Regions from separate parts of the Zea mays genome. Here all the other regions are linked to region 3. A link is a contact called in public Hi-C data. All regions are on one chromosome and are shown on one strand. Each heading gives the region's core, a stretch centred on a gene start, on an enhancer-like site or on the middle of the called end of the contact. The rest is flanking DNA. Distances are from core to core; before and after follow the strand shown.

What was found. Hi-C and Micro-C count contacts between places; a contact is called where the count stands out from the background.
Region 1: a Hi-C map of ear shows a contact between it and region 3, with 7 times the contacts expected there. The contact joins the promoter of LOC100282047 here to the promoter of LOC100282947 in region 3. A contact is called at or near these places in 2 of 25 Hi-C or Micro-C datasets (ear and tassel).
Region 2: a Hi-C map of tassel shows a contact between it and region 3, with 2.9 times the contacts expected there. The contact joins the promoter of LOC100285875 here to the promoter of LOC100282947 in region 3. A contact is called at or near these places in 3 of 25 Hi-C or Micro-C datasets (ear, leaf and tassel).

What each region holds. Positions count from the first base shown.
Region 1 is chr1:87,383,302-87,386,570 of Zm-B73-REFERENCE-NAM-5.0, forward strand. It overlaps LOC100282047 (xyloglucan endotransglucosylase/hydrolase protein 32), which reads left to right and starts at 1,654. Exons shown (of 3, transcript NM_001154960.2): 1 at 1,654-2,047; 2 at 2,131-2,348; 3 at 2,454-3,062. The coding sequence starts at 1,688. The coding sequence ends at 2,820.
Region 2 is chr1:87,458,845-87,461,864 of Zm-B73-REFERENCE-NAM-5.0, forward strand. LOC100285875 (ATG1) reads left to right here and starts at 1,654. Exons shown (of 1, transcript NM_001158765.2): 1 at 1,654-2,849. The coding sequence starts at 1,759. The coding sequence ends at 2,538.
Region 3 is chr1:87,218,843-87,222,260 of Zm-B73-REFERENCE-NAM-5.0, forward strand. LOC100282947 (DNA-binding protein HEXBP) reads right to left here and starts at 1,751. Exons shown (of 4, transcript NM_001155852.1): 1 at 1,571-1,751.

The DNA.
Region 1 (3,269 bases), core at 404-2,903, 160 kb after region 3:
CCTTCGGCCATCTCTTGGAGACGACTTCAGCCGAAGCTGCTTCTTCGTGTGAGACCTTCGGCGCACCGAAGCACGACCCCAACAATTCCATTCATAGAGCTTGAAGCCTTGAACAGCTACAAAAAAAAAACCGAAGCTGATCATTCGCCTTTATATATAGTAGTTCAGATTTCAGTTTATATGTGCAGTGCGTCACACAGTGTCCGAAACCGGCGCTTTGTGACGGAGCTCTGGCTCCAATGATTGATGCTCCTGTGCTGCCTGTGACGAAGAGGAAGGTGACAAGCAGCAACCATGCAGATGCATGCTTCGTCAACAGTCTAGCTTCAAGGACCTTGTCCTCGTCTTCAAGCTCAGCCGCTTTCGGCGCAGTCTATACCCCAGCATGAGTACAAATAATGCACCACCGAAGATTTAGTTTCTGCAAATCACATCTCTGAAATTTCGCGGCGCTATTGTTGAGATTATTGGCTAGCAAAATCGCCATCCGACTATTCAAATCTAGCTAGGTGATCAGCGGTGCGTTCTTTTCAGTTCGTCAACGAAGTGTGTGTCGGTTGCGATGGTGAAGGGCGGTCATGCAATGCATGTCTTAAATGCTGAAGAGAACGTATCTAATGTATAAAAAATTTTGGTATGCACATATTAAATCATCATTATTCATCTCAGATCTAACAATTAGCATATATGTTTGCTCGTTATATTTTATAAATAACATTTTCTACCACTATACCCCACAACTTCAGATAGTGTTCTTTGCAAAAAACTATTTAGTAACTAGAGGCGTAAGACCTGATTATTAAATATATACACCTGATATGTAATTCACAGTGCTGAAAGGATGATAAGGTTTATTTTTTTAAAAAAAAATTGTCCTTGGACAGATGATTAAACTTTTGTCGAATTGGTGTGCAAGTTGCTAGTAATTTACTAGTGCGGTGCGGCCGAAATGATGTGGATCTATTTGTTTCGGCTTCTGGTTGGATTCTCGCCGTTATAATCGGCTCGGGTAGTCTACGTTTCGCTTCTCAGTCCGCTTCAGTGAAAATCATCCAAATCAATATGAATGTAAAATCCATTGAGTCGTCACGACGGAAGAAATTCGCCTATTTATAAATTCTAGACCATGTAGACTCTTTCATGTTCCTTCGCAACGTAAGTTCCCAATATCCAGATTCTAGTAATAGAACTGTCCCAAACAGACCCTGTATATGCCTGAATATAGCATCGCAGGAAAGAACCTATTTTACTTGGATCAAAAGGAAGGAGCGGTAAAATTAGCTTGGTTTATTCTTTGCTGTTTGTGGGGGACAGTAAGCCGAAAGTGTGGTGGAATACTTGGCCGCCATTATTGGAAGAATAAGCAAGAAACATGTCGCATTTTGCAGCAAAATTCCGCTGCTGCATCATTGGATGCTTGGATTTCAGCACGGACTAAACAGTGTACGGCGCAAATTTTACTGTTGCATTTACTTTTGGGGCCGAAACCATGTCCACTCTTAGTAGCTAGTACACTTCACTTGCTCATCCTGGGCCCCAAGCCTCCAAAGTTCGTCCCCATCAACATGTTCCTACTCTGCAGGACCAACACCTCACAACAGGCCTGATGGCATTCTCACCTCCTATAAAACGTCTTGCAGAACTGGACACGTTCAATATATCAACACGGTCACCAAGTCCTCTCCGGATGGCAAGGCCTTGTGACCTTCCGCCGGTGCGGCAAGCAGCGGCTCTTCTCCTGGCATGCGCGCTTGCTCTGCTCGCGGTGCAGCTGCGGCCGTGCAGAGCCCAGCAGCAGCAGCAGCCTCCGTCGCCGGGATACTACCCCAGCGGCATGTTCAGGCCGCTGGGCTTCTCCGAGGCCTACCGCACCCTGTGGGGCGCGCAGCACCAGACGCTGTCGCCGGACGGCAAGTCCCTGACGCTCTGGATGGACAGCAGCTCGGGCAGCGGGTTCAAGTCTGCGCGGGCGTACCGGAACGGCTACTTCGGCGCGTCCGTCAGGGTGCAGCCGGGGTACACCGCCGGCGTCAACACCGCCTTCTACGTGAGTGCATGAGAGTATATATATATTACCTCTATATAAGAGAATGCAGTAGATTCAGTGCCTGGCCGTTGCTGCCGATGCAGCTGTCGAACAGCGAGGAGTACCCGGGGCACCACGACGAGATCGACATGGAGCTGCTGGGGACGGTGCCGGGGGAGCCGTACACGCTGCAGACCAACGTGTACGTGCGCGGCAGCGGCGACGGCACCATCGTCGGCCGGGAGATGCGGTTCCACCTCTGGTTCGACCCCACCGCCGACTTCCACCACTACGCCATCATCTGGAACCCCGACCAGATCCTGTGAGTCTCTCCGTGTCCCTTCCCCCGGCCCCCTGCGCGCCATTAGCTGCCTGCCTGCCCGGTCGATCACTCACATCACATGGCATGAGCTGCGCCTGCGTGCAGGTTCCTGGTGGACGACGTGCCCGTCAGGCGGTACGAGAGGAAGGCGGAGGCCACGTTCCCTGACCGGGAGATGTGGGCGTACGGCTCCATCTGGGACGCCTCCGACTGGGCCACCGACGGCGGCCGCTACCGCGCCGACTACCGGTACCAGCCGTTCGTGTCGCGGTTCGCCGGCCTCAGGGTCGGCGGGTGCGCCGCGGACGCGTCCGCGGACTGCCAGCCAGTGCCGGCGTCTCCGGCGGCGCCGGGGACGGCGGCGATCAGCGCGCAGCAGGAGGCCGCCATGCGGTGGGCGCAGCGGAACTCCATGGTGTATTACTACTGCCTCGACTCAACCAGGGACCGCGCGCTCTACCCCGAGTGCTGAGACGCTGCGCTGCGCTATACCTACAGACTACAGTGGCGAGCTGAGGGTGTCAGAGCTATATGGAACCGCGAGCACCTCGCATTCGCAACACAAACGTATATTTGAATATTACAACTTGGAAGATGAAAGACGATCCAATCTGATATAGAATTATCATTGTCAGGTTGTGTTCTGAAAACAAAAATGAAATTATAATTCCATCGAGAGAATATCGAGGTACAGGGAGAACGGGTGAATGTCTGACGTTACGTGTTATAAAGTGATGTGCAATGATGACTACAAACTAAAAATATCAGTGGATGAGCATAGCAGGAAGCATCAAAGGTGTGACAGATTGCTACCCATTTGTTTCCTTGGTTCGTGGCACAATGGAAATGCGGCATCAGTACAACAGCGTACGCAATCCTTCGCACGCGCGCGGTGCAGCATGGTTTTACTTTTTACACGCT
Region 2 (3,020 bases), core at 404-2,903, 240 kb after region 3:
CACGAAGACCGCGGGATTTCCACCTCTCTCACGCCCATCTCCGGCCACCTCACTTCCCCCTTTGCGCTCGGCCTCGCGTCGACCCATCTGGGCTGGGGCACGCGGCGACATTCACTCGTCGGCTTAGGGACCCCCCGGTCTCGGAACGCCGACATTAATGTACAGTGATAATTTTTAAAGGGGTAATTGTGATTATATCATTCTCTGACCTTGTAATTGTGATTTTACCTCTTATTTTTCAACTTTGTGATTTTACCCCTCTATTTTAAAAACGAAGCTACTGTTTGCCCCTCCCCTTAATACCGTTAGTGAAAATCAGAATTAATGGTTAAAAAATAAAAATTAGAGGTAAAATCACAATTTCAAGGTGGGAGAAGAGTATAATCACAATTAACCATGAAAATTTCATTATTTTCAGTATTAATTATGATTATACCCTTTTCTCACCTTGCAATTTTGATTTTACCTTTTGATTTTTTAGTTTTTAATCACTAATTCTGATTTTCACAAACGGTGATACGGGAGGGGCAAACGACACCTTCGTTTTTTAAACGGAGGGGTAAAATCACAAAGTTGAAAAATAAGAGGTAAAATCGCAATTACAATATCGGAGAAGGGTATAACACAATTGTCCCTTTTTTCAATATCCAAGAGTTACAAGAGAACAAATAGAAATGTAATAGACTTGTTCATACCCAGTTCTAAATAGTAGAAAGGCAATGTATACTTTTGGTATCTTGCAGAGCATAGGTCGAAGAATTACCGATAGATCATATTGAAGAACAACATTGTTGGTGGCCACGCTGGGATATACCACAGAAAGCTAAGAAACTCTAATTAGGCAAAGGTCTAAGAACAAGCGACGGATCTGAGGCGAGGGGCCGGAGGCTCCAGCCCCCTGCAGAAATGGAACTCCATTAAATATAGAGGTGAAAGATAGAGGAGGAAGAAGAAGAAGAGAGAAATTAACCCCTCATTCAGAAAAGAGGTGGAGGGTAAGGAAGAAAGAAGAATAAGAGAGAAAAATAACTCTTATTTCTAGTTTATGTTGCCTCCACCTATAGCCGCTATGAAATCAGCCCCTTCTTTACTCTAATCCTGGATCCGCCACAACTAAGAACTCTAAGAAAAAGGCCTAGTAACCGGAAAGGTGTTGATCATCCGGACTATTACTTTTCCTAAATCTAAATATCATTTAAATTATATAAAAACTAGCAAATATTGTTAATCTAAATAACCATATTAAGTATTAGACATCAAAATTTTGTTGTAAATTGGACTTGGTCTATTTTCTTTTCAAATTTAGATTTTATTGGTTCTTTGTACCTTTTGTTGCTGGCATGTCATGCCATGCCCTTTAGATTCGTGCTAGAGATAGAGATGGTAAAACAGTTCATGTCCCTCTCTGTACAAATGTAGACAGTAAAATGGTGATTTAACATGACACATCAACGAAAATAATAACATATCTTAGTTACTGTTTTTTTACAATAGTATAATTGACATGATAAAATTGCTAAAGGAAATAGGTGACCTTCAAGCATTCTCCCGCAGTTCTCTTATTTTATTTTCAAAATTCACCCTACAAACAATACCATATCTACGTTGCAAAATTACACAGCCTTAAATATCCACGAGTCCAAGCTCGGCACCGCCAACGCCGGAGTGCGCCATGCCGCGCGCAACAAGCCGACCGGCAGTCGACCGCCGCGCCCAGGCCTTTCCCCTTCCGGCACAAGTCCAACCGGATCCGACCCCATGGCCTTCTCGCGCCTCATCCCCTCTAGAAGTCGCCTCCTCTCCAGCCTCCTCCACGCAACGGGACCCATCCCCACCCCGCGCACGGCGGCGGCCGCCGCCACCCCCACCCCGCTCGGCCCCTTCCTCCGCAACTTCGCCTCCGCCACGCGGCGGGCGGGGCCCTCCTCCCGTCCCCGCACCGCGGACATCGGCGCCCGCGCGCGGCAGTTGCAGACTCGCCGCCTCTGGTCCTACGGACTCGCCTTCGCCTGCACGGCCGGCTTCGTAGTCACCGTGCTCGCCACGTTCCAGGACCAGCTCGTCTTCTACGTCACGCCCACCGACGCGCTGTCCAAATTCACCGCCGACCCCTCCAAGTCCCGCGTCCGCCTAGGCGGCCTCGTCCTCGAGGGCTCCGTTGCGCACCCCTCGTCGTCCTCCCCCGAGATCGAGTTCGTCGTCACGGACCTCATTACCGACGTGCTCGTCCGGTACGAGGGCGCGCTGCCTGACCTCTTCCGCGAGGGTCACTCCGTCGTCGTCGAGGGCCTCCTCAAGCCCTACACCGACGACCTCCGACGCGACGACGGGAGGAAGGTGACCGAGAAGGCGCGGGAGTGCGCGTGCTTCTTGCGCGGCACCGAGGTGCTCGCCAAGCACGACGAGAAGTACATGCCCAAGGAGGTCGGCGAGGCGCTCGAGCGAAACAAGAAGCGCCTCGAGGCTGAGGCTGAGGCGGCCGCCGCTCAAGGGTCCAATGTGGCTGCAGCGGCGGAGGGAGCAAAGGCAAGCTCGTAAGATTTTGCCCGCCTTCTGGTTTGAGATCTACTGGATCGTGAGTACGAGGCATCAGGCATAGGTGGATTGGATTTGATTTCATTCTGCGCTGGGGGATATCCGCAGCGTGATTGACTTTAACTCTAGGCTGATGTGATTGATGAGCTGGGGATCGGGTAATTTTTGTTAGGGGAATGCTGACAAATGTTGGTTGAACACAGTATACATACTTGTTTTCAAGTAATACTATTGGTATACTCCTTCCACTGAGTGATACTATAGGTTTACTAGATTATAAGCTTGAGCTCTAGGTGGATTTGAATTTGTTTTCACACCAGAACTGGGGATATCTGTGGCATGATTCGATTTAAGCTATTGTGATTGTAGTACATTTGGCCAGGGGATAAAGCATTTTTTGTTACGGGCTGCATGAACAGGCTCTATGCATTGTTTTTCAAGCATTACTATCAGTAATACTATTTCAACTGAGTAATATGGTTTTT
Region 3 (3,418 bases), core at 501-3,000:
TTTGAATTTTTCAAAGTACAATCTCACAGATTTGAACTTACAAAGTTATATTAATATTAATACTACCTCTACCCTGCAAAGAGTGGCGTTTTGGTTTTATCTTAAACGAAATGTTTTATGCTTGACCAAGTTTATATAGAAGATTATCCACATTTATGACAAACCAGAATAGAGTTACTATTTTCAATTGTTTTCACTTGTCTCTGGCCATACTTCACTAGTTCACTGCAGAATAGAGTATTATATCAGTATCATTGGTATGCATTATATAATTTTATCTGGTCGTTACTAGCTTACTGCTACAGTGCTACTCTCATTTGTTCTTGGTTAACCTATCTGACTGAGTTCTTGCTCTGCTAAATTGTTCAGAAAATCGTTACTCTATGTCTATTCTACATTTTTCCGAGTACTAGTTATTTTCATGCTGTACTAGTATATTATTTTTAAAATGTATGGTGATCAGATTAATTTGAGGTTTTTCCCTGTGATATTAAGTCCATTTTATTTGGATAAATATCCTAGTGTCTAGTGCTACTGCTAAATTGATACTTTCAGAGTTTTTGTAATTTAGTAATTCTCAATTTTAGCAGAAATTTTCCGTGGACAGTATTCTGGAAGAACTTAACACAGAGCTATTTATCCATATATGTTCAGCGGTCAAGCAAAACTTTGTTTTTCACTTTTCCGAGTACAAGGAAAAAAACATGTTTTCATCCAGCATTCTTTTTTTATGTACTGATATAGCACCGATTAAATTTTCTATTTGAGGAGGACTGATTTAATATTGCTTAGGCCCCAAAACGAAATCGTCTTGAAATCCTTTATTGTTAGTATCTCAATAGTGGTGTGCTCTTTGCAAAACGCAATTCGTGAAGTTTTCAGTGATCATTATTTTTACTCTAACAAATGCTTTATTTATCTTCGTTTTTGCAGTTCAGTGTTCCTTAGTGACCACTTTTGATGGATTCATTTGTGCTCTCAGTCTCTCACAGTGCAGATGCTGCTTCATAGCCCACCTCTCAGCTTCAGCGGGAGAGCAAGTTTGGTATATTGACCAAGTTACTGAGTGTTGGGCCTAACTAGACACAAATTTCTAGTGTATTACTGAGTCAAAGTTGTCTCTGTATACGTGATACTCGCTCAGTATCTTATTATGCAAGAGAAATAATATATCTTGTTTACTACACTGATTTTATCATGTACATAGTCAAATGGTCTAAAACTTGCCTCAGCCATGAGCCAAATATTGAAATACATGCAAATCCATAACAATCGAAACCTATCCCAAATTGGCAATCAAACAAAATGGATTATGTCCTTCCAGGCAGGAGGGGTTTGGGTGGTGGGAGAGGGATCGCCCAACCCCCCTCTGGATTGATTCTCCTGTAGAATGTATTGTATTTGTACCCCTAACTTGTTTAACAAAACCTAGAGAGACATGGTACACAAGATATTTTTTGCAAAAAGTTCGAAGTTTTCAGGCACCGAATAGACAAATGCATTCAGATTTAAGTTAGGGTTTAGGTGCTCCGTTTCACACAGCGGGAACGGAAGAGAAGGGTAAGAATACCTGGCGGGTGCTCGTCGCCCGGCGAATAGACTGACGAAGATGAAGGGCCCGTCCCTCGGGACCTGGCGTAGCCGCCTAGGGCGTCGGCGTCGGGGGGTGAGGGTGAGGGGGCGGGGGCGGTACTCCACACAGTCGTCGCAACGAGAGAGAGAACGAGGGGGACGGGGTGAACGGAATGGATTCGGGACGGGGCATGCGGCGGTAGCCCAGTCCGAGGGTTCGGCTCGGCCGACGGACACGGAGAGCTCACCACGGCCCACGGGCCTTGTCCTGGGCCGTTTCGCGTTTTCTTTTTTAGCAATTTCTCTTTTTCTGATCTCTTTTTAATTTCTATTCTTCTTGATTCTGTGTTTATTATCTTAGTATGACATTTCAAAATGTTCCAGTGTCTAGTGATACATTGGTTTCAAATAAAACAAACAAAAAATATATTTAATAGTGCATTATAAATAAGCAAACGGAACATTTTTATTTTATATTTATTAAGGTTGAACCTTTTATCAAATCTCGAAAACATTTTCGATTGAATGTAGAAAAGGTTTATCCGTAACTAGAAATAGTATTTTGTGCTTGATAATTTACAAGTTAATGACTAATATTACCTTCGTTTTCGAATATTTGTCTCGCTAGTTTATTTTTGAACTAAACGACGACAAATAAAAAAACGGAGAGAGTACTTCGGTACTAAATATGGAACGGCGGGTTCCCGTAAAACAAGAATATAGTTATGGTAATTACCACATATAGACTTTTTTGAGTGGTTACTTTAGAATATGAATGATTATGACTCCACTTAACTCGAGCTTGATTCATCGCACTTAGCTTCATGACATTAATATGAATGATTATGACTCCACTTAACTCGAGCTTGATTCATCGCACTTAGCTTCATGACATTATCTTATATTCTTCATATGTGAGCCAAATCTTTGAATACTTAAACCAACTCTTCACACATTCGGATGGTCATAGAATGTTTCCATCTTTTGTCTCTTGGTTTGAAGTCTGCAAAGGAAGCTAATCTTGCTTGTTGTCGAAGTACGAATTGATACTAACCACATCTGTATTTTGTCTTTTCACCGAAGATTGTGCATTTTACAGTTGATGCCTGGTTGTATTAGGCAGGCTGTCAGGGGTTGCATCCAGTTAGCTAGGAGTGCTTGTTTGGTTTCATGTGTAAAATTTCCTACATAGCACGATGCCTTGTTTGTTTGGTTCCCTGCATAACAGAATGTGGTCTACTATTGTACAGTGGTGGTGAGTTTACCAACCACAAGTCGTTCAAGGTTCAAAACACAAGCAAGTATTATTTCACCACATGGATGATCATGTTAATAGTGGCACAATTAATCATACACAAAGCAGACTTCTCTTGATTACTAGTGCCATAATTGTTCTACAACAATAAGTACTTATTTCTAATTAAAAGTGACATACAAGGCCTCACTTAATGTTCGCACCCTCACTTAATTAAAAAGGGACATGTATAGTGAGGTGTGGTTACATCAGTAAATAAAGGAGCAAAAGAATGACACTATGACAGTACTCTGAACAATGATAACTATATCCTTCCAACTACACAAACCATCTCTTGATTACTAGGCGGTGTAGCAACATGCTTGTAGTAATGTTTTCCAAGTTCATCACTTCGACTATGCATATATGAATTGAATGCAATTCTTGCTTCATGCTCACTAGCATACTTTAGGAATGCGGCCTTCCATAACCCACATTTTGGTCATTACAAGTGGCCCAATCATTGTAAACCCCATGTTTTCTTCCTTGAAATAAATACCACATAGTATGCCGAACAACTGTAGTCCTCTTTGCACTGCTAAAGGCAGGCAC